2 separate regions of the Mus musculus genome follow, and region 2 is linked to region 1. Evidence: chromatin contacts called from public promoter capture Hi-C data. All regions are on one chromosome and are shown on one strand. Each heading gives the region's core, a stretch centred on a gene start, on an enhancer-like site or on the middle of the called end of the contact. The rest is flanking DNA. Distances are from core to core; before and after follow the strand shown.

Region 1 (3,159 bases), core at 415-2,914:
GGATGTGGGAGGCACTCACCTCGCCATTGAGGAAGCAGTAGAGGATGGCCACCACAAAACCCTGAGGAGGAAGAGGAGGTGAGGCAAAAGGACTGCAGGCACTCCCAGCCCCACCCACCCCACCCCACTTCCCCACAGCCCCTTCACCCCTGCTTAAGGAAAGCACTGAGCACAATGGGGGTGCTTATCCAGAACTTATGACTGGAATCTGGGGCCCACGGCAGCTGAGGTGAATTCCTCAGGCCCACGTTCATACCTGGAAAGACCCTACGACGAGTTCAAAGACCATTTTCACCTGGGCCTTAAAGTTGTCGGGGAAGAAGGCAAACATGACATAGTGAACTCCAAACAGAGGGATGAGCAGAAGTGTGGACTTGGCCAGCCTCCTGGGGACAGGGAGAGGTAGGGTGTGGGTATGTATAGCCACATGGGGAGATGGGTGTGGGTATACCAAATGCAATAGTGACCAGACCCTGTGAGGATGAACAGTGGCTGCCCCATCCCCACGGCATGCCCACTCTATCCTGTCCCCTGTCTGTCAGTGATACCGCTCTCCTGTCCCCCTACCTCCTTGCCTGGGGAAAGCACACGAGAGAATTAAACTCCCTTCTTTCTCCCCCTTCTGGAGGAAGGCCACCAAGTATGATGTGTTACGTAAGACTCAGGAGGCAAGACTTCCCGGTCGGTCCCCCCCCCCTCTGGTCTGTGTCCCCAGCTGAAGAGTGAGGCGATGTCACGCTTCGGGGATGCTGTCTCCTCGGAAGTGCTGTGGGTGTCTCCAAGGACACTAGCTCCTAGGAATGGAGCCTTCCCAGCTCCAGGGCTGGCCACATGTGCCCGGTGTGCAGGAGGGTGAGGAGCACTCGCTGTTAGGCCTGCTCATTAGTTAGTGTGTGCACACTTGTGGCTCCTGCTCTTCCTCTGTGGCCCTGTCTCTAGGGGTTGCCTCTTTCCCTGAGACCGCTTCCCTCCCGCATCTCTAGCAGTGCAGAGTCCTGCTCCAAAAGGCCAGCTTGTCTTCCCTCTGCCCTGGTGCCAGCGGGGCCAGCACTCCCTCTATCTACTGCTAAGGCCCTCTACTGTGTATACTCAGCAGACCTCACAGCTGGTCCAGGCGGTAAGGGCCACAGTTTCCTAATTCCCTGGCAGAAAATAGGTCAGGGTGGATGTGGGTGGGATAGAAACACATTTGCCCCTGCCTCTCCTGCCTTGGTTCTGAGATCCCACCCCATGCAGATGCAACCTAGACCTTCCCTCCTTCTTGGGCCTGGCTCCCAGCCACACCTCTTTGGCCATGAACCCATCCCATACTCAGAGTCTGACAGATGGAGGCTTTCTTTAAATTGAGAGTGGGAACTGACAGCCCCTCCTTGGGGATTGCCAGCTCCAGCTCCCCCTTCTGTCTGCGACAGCTGTTCCTTTCCATCTCACCCACACAGACCTGGCCACGACCAGTTTGGGTTCTGTCCCCCAGATTCTAGCCCGTTGCAGCTGGACTTCTGGGAAACAAGGTCGCTGAGGTAAAGGACACCCGTGTGCGCGTGTGGGACAGGAGTGCTGCCTCCCGGCAGTGGGCAAGCCCCGCACGCACGTCTCCTTCTGGGAAAGAGAGGGTTGTCCTGCCCATGCAGCCTGCTAGGGACAGAATGCTGTCACACCAGGAATGGGAGGAAGCGTCAGCCTCAGGCCCGACCGTCACAGGGCTCCAGAACAGAATCCCAAATCCAGCAGCTCGTGACTCCTCCAGTGGGAAATCTTCCAACCACAGCTGAGATTCCCCTAACGGAGGCCAGGTTAAGAACATCTAGGATCCCAGGACTGGATGGCCCTTGTGGGGTGGCCTGCATGGTGGGTCTGTTCTCCATTGCCACTGTGAGTGTAAAGGTTCTTCGGGCCTTTGCAAGGGTGCCCCGGTCATGTTTTATGTTTCCTTCACGTGCCTGCAAGCTCTGATTTCCATAGAAACTTGCTGGCCTTCCCAGTGCCCCTCCTCTTTTCAAGCAGTGAATTACGGCCCTTGCAATGATTAATATCAATTACCAGCAGGACTTAGAATCACGGAGGAGACAAACCTCTGGGCATATCTGAGAGGGGATTTCTGGATGGTGTTGAGGTGGGAAGACCCACCCTGACTATCGGTGGCACCGTCCCGTGGGCTGGGGTCTCAGACTGAATAGAAAGGAGAAAGTGAGCTGAGTGCTGGTGTTCGTCTCTCACTTTCAGATCGGATGCAGGATGACTGGCTGCCTTAAGCTTTACAGCCGAGTCTCTGCCTTGACGAGTGGTGCCCTTGAGCTAGAAGCTAAAGCACGGTTTCTAATTGCTTCCTTAAATTGCCTGTCAGGCATTTTGTCACAGCATCAAGGAAAGAAAATGCCTCCTCTCTTCCTGCCCATAGTGGTGTGCTCCAACTTTGGAGGCTGAGGAAGTTCATATCTGTCTTTTGTACAGCTGGGAACATTTTACTGCGGATCCCGAGTGTGACACGGGCAGAGGCATGGAGACCTCTCAGCCTGTGCCTGATCTCTGTAAGGATGTGATAGCTATCAGTGGGGAATACTGAATGTGGTTGCCTCGATGTGGAATGGGGTCTCCCAGGACATCTCCTGCTGGGCATCTGTTGTATTCCCTTCTCTGCCAGGCATAGGTCAGACTGCACAGTGTGTGAGGCAGGCACAGGGTTTCCACTCCCTTCAAGCTCCCTAGGGCAGCAGTGTGAACCTGAAGGACATTGAGCATCAGGAGAGCAGATGTAGGTGTGGAGGGCTTGGTGATGATGGGCAGGGGATGCTGAGCCTGGCCATGGGGAAGAGTAATGTCTGGCTCTGGGTACTTGTAGGCGTGTGAGGTCATGTGTAGGGCAGTGATCTGAGGACCCGGGGTGGAAGCTTGGAGCTGGGCTGCTGGGCCCACACTCACGAGTATGGGCTGCTATCATTCTTCCCAATGTCGGGTGGCCGTAGCTTCTGAACCAGGATTCGGATGATGCAGATAAACAGGATGAAGTTCACCTGTTGGATGACAAACCCGCGATGTTGGTCACTTAGAGAGAGAAAGCTGGGGTAGGTTGTTTTCTTCTCCGGTGCTGTCCACCCCTCCATAGTACCTCTTGATGGCTCTTCCCTTTGGGGCAAATCATCTGGGACTCTCCTTTGCATC
Region 2 (3,159 bases), core at 312-2,811, 150 kb before region 1:
GCTTTGCATCTCAAGTAGCTGGGGATTCTGAGAACTCCAGCCCTTGTCAGTGCCTGGAGCATACATAGAGAAATAGTAATAGATAAATGACTGATTGTCATTAATATTTAGGCCACGAGTGACCGCTTCCTCCCTGTCCTTCCCAACCAGCTGGAGACCCCAGAGGTGAAAGCTCTGCAGGACAGGCTGGCAGCCACCAACCTGAAGATGAGTGACCTGCGCAACCAGATCCAGTCTGCAAAGCAGGAGCTCCGTGTGGCCCAGAAGGTCTTCTACACTCAGGGTGTGGGACTTCTTGTGTGACCAGGGTTGGTCCCAGGAAAATCCCGATGACCCACTGGCTTCTTTTCCAAAGCAGGGCTGCTTAGTCCTGCTTGTGCTGGGTCAGTCCTGTCTGGGGTATGGGGTGGCCGGCTTCCTGGAAGGGCTGCCCACTACCCTGAGATGCCCACTACCTGCCTATGAACTGAGGAGATTAGCTCTGCCAAGCAGAGAGAGGACTGGGAGCCTTCTCTGTACCTCCCCCAGTGGCTGCCCTGTGCCCTGGTAGACCCAGTGAGCTGCCTTACCTGTGACTCAAAGGCTGCCTGGCCCACCTGCTGCCTTGCACCTGTGACCTGCAGCACAGGAACAAACAGGGAATTTGTGCACTGAAGGCCCCTTCCCAAGGAAAGTGCTCGGTGCCAGGGTTTTGGATTAACATAGTGAATTTGGCATCTGCCTTCTTTGCTGGAACCACTCAGACTGGCCAAGAATTACAAAACAGTGTTCTATTGTGGAAACAAGGGCCAGAGACTTGTCCTGCTGGATAGGGATCAGCTTGGTGACATACGGAGGGTATTATTTCATCCTCAAAACCTTGAGGTAGGCCTAGCTTCATACAGCTTTGGTGGCCACAGTGTCAGGTCTTCCTGAAGCACGGCAGCCTCAGTTGACTTCTCTGTACTTACAAGAGTCACTTGGCAGAGGCCAGCCCCTGTGGTGTGCAGCACGCCTCCTGAGCCCTCCAGAATTCTGTGATCCCAGGCGAGTCATGCAAGGAGGCAGGCACTGGTGGCTGAATGTGCAGGGAGCAGGGGGCCCTCGGGGCAAGAACAGTGTTGGAGTGTCCCAGAGAAGGGCTGGCCCGATGGGCTCACTACCTCCCAGGCAGAGCAGATCTGGACCTTTAACAGCTGAGCTTTGAGGTAGGAGGGAGGTCATGCAGATAAAGCCATCAGGACCATCAGGAACTCCACCCCAGAACTGCCTGGGAGCCATGCAGTGAGGGCTAGAAGGGCTGGGTAGCCTCTCCCCTGCCCACACTGAGCGCCTTGCTTTGTTTCAGGTTCTGGCCAATGAAGTTGGGGAAGATGTAAACATCCAGCAGCTGCTGGCCTCACCTGGGACCTGGCGGGGAAGGGCTCAACAAATTCTAGTGCTGCAGAGCAGGGTGAGTGGGCTCCTCCTGGACCCCGGAGCACACGGCACTGGCGCAGGCCTGTGGCTCCCACACCATGCCCTTGCAGAGTGAAGGGGTTTTCATTTGTTTATTGCCTGCATACGCACTTACATAACACTTTGCACATGCCCAGTCCTGGCTCTTAACCAGCCCCACAGCCTTGGGTTTCATTTCTGTCTCTGCAGGCATGCTTGCCTGAGTTCGTTTAAGTTTGCGTGACTGCTGTAATGCTTTTTCCAGTTTCATACCAGAAGCTTTTTGTTAGCCAGTAAAACAGCCTGGTCTGCCTCTTTATTTTCTAAGTATTTTGGCACACACCACAGGTAGTTAAGAGAAGCAGTTCCAGAGCTGACTGGCTTGAGTTCAAACCCTAGAGATCTCCTCACCACCTGTGGACTGGCACGCAAATTACTCTCTGTGCCTCAGTCTCTGCATCTGTGTAATGGGGATAACAACACTTGTGCCTCCCTAACCCCGAATCCTTGGTCTGTTGGCAAGATTGATTGTGTTGGCATGTGTAGGGGTGGGTTCCTCAGCAGGGAGCCATCCTGAAGAGAGCACTAGACAGGTTAGCCGAGATTTACTACCCTACTCCCACCTCCACCCTCATTTTGCCTTTAGAGTGAGAAGCTTCCAGAAGCTTCCTCGAGCATGCCACCTGCATCCCCTGGGATCAAGTCTACACCCTCCTGGGTGCCTTTTAAATTAGGGTTATCCATGAAATCCTTGAAGCCAGCGTGAAGGGAAACAACATCCCCCAAAGCTTTGGGACCCTAGAGATGTGAGCTCAAGTCTCCTCACCGTTGCTCTGGTGAAGCTGTGTGAATGACTTACCTCCTTCCGTACCACCTTGAACACGCCTGATCTCATCTGATTCTTGACAGTGGTGTAAAAGAAACACATACTAGAGAAAAGGCTGCCACTATCATGTGGCACAGCTGTGGGGAGGCATAAAACCAGAGCCTACCTCTCACCCTGAGAAGTATCAGCTCAAAAGGCATCGGAGGCCTCAGTGTTAGGCCCACAGCCTGGCGATGCTCTAGGAACAGAACACGGCCCTCTGAATAGGGACACAGGGCAAGAACTGATAGGATGGCATTAAACGGAAAGGATTAGGGAACAAAATGCCCAGCAGAGTGATGAGAACCTGCTGTGTGGGCAGCCTTTGCCACCTGTAGCTCTGAAGATTGATAATCAGAATATATAAAGAACTCCAAAACCTTAGCAAAAGAACAAACAACTCAAATTTTAAATACACAATTATTTCCACATACACTTCTGAAAAGAAGAAATACAAATGGTTACGGAATGTATATATGTGTGTGCATGTGTGAAGAGGCCAGAGTAGACATGAGGCAGTGTCTCCTACACCCAGAGCTTCAGGCCTCCCCTGTCTCTGTGTCTCAAGCTCTGGGGTTACAGGCAGGCCGCCTGTTAATAGTCAACATCCTTAGCCATTAGGGTAAGGATACACTAAGATTTCCTCTCTTCGAGCCACTGCTTTATGAACATCGTGTCTCGGTGAGGATATAGGATGTAGGGACAGAGGAATGGCTGGGACCTAGCATGGTGTGGCCACTGTGGAGATGAGTATGGGGATCTTGAGAAAACTGAAGGCAGAGCTTCCATATGACCCAGCTCTACCACCCCTGGATATACACTGAGAGGAGACTGGGTCAGCGCAGAGGATCCCAGAGATACCTGTCCACTATGTGGTC

Evidence for each region. Promoter capture Hi-C pulls out the DNA fragments that hold promoters and counts their contacts.
Region 2: a contact with region 1 is called in a promoter capture Hi-C map of hippocampal neurons, with 2.3 times the contacts expected there. The contact joins two enhancer-like sites. A contact is called at or near these places in 5 of 39 promoter capture datasets (the 3T3-L1 cell line, embryonic stem cells, hippocampal neurons and 1 more), 2 of 484 Hi-C or Micro-C datasets (embryonic stem cells and stem cell-derived neural progenitor cells), 2 of 115 datasets of contacts at active chromatin or transcription factors (the HPC-7 cell line and large pre-B cells) and 3 of 9 other capture datasets (adipose tissue, embryonic stem cells and liver).

The regions. Positions count from the first base shown.
Region 1 is chr9:121,665,661-121,668,819 of GRCm38.p6, reverse strand. It overlaps Vipr1 (vasoactive intestinal peptide receptor 1), which reads right to left. Exons shown (of 13, transcript NM_011703.4): 10 at 2,920-3,011; 11 at 257-386; 12 at 20-61. Among named protein-coding and RNA genes, the nearest start is that of Vipr1, 25 kb to the right of the region's middle. Within about 2 kb of position 1,664, at least 27 of the 459 cell types and tissues checked have an H3K27ac peak or open chromatin away from gene starts, as enhancers often do. A contact at or near this core is called in hippocampal neurons, where this site is marked.
Region 2 is chr9:121,817,768-121,820,926 of GRCm38.p6, reverse strand. Ccdc13 (coiled-coil domain containing 13) reads left to right here. Exons shown (of 16, transcript NM_028384.1): 6 at 151-267; 7 at 1,328-1,432. Among named protein-coding and RNA genes, the nearest start is that of Gm51698, 16 kb to the right of the region's middle. Within about 2 kb of position 1,561, at least 44 of the 459 cell types and tissues checked have an H3K27ac peak or open chromatin away from gene starts, as enhancers often do. A contact at or near this core is called in hippocampal neurons, where this site is marked.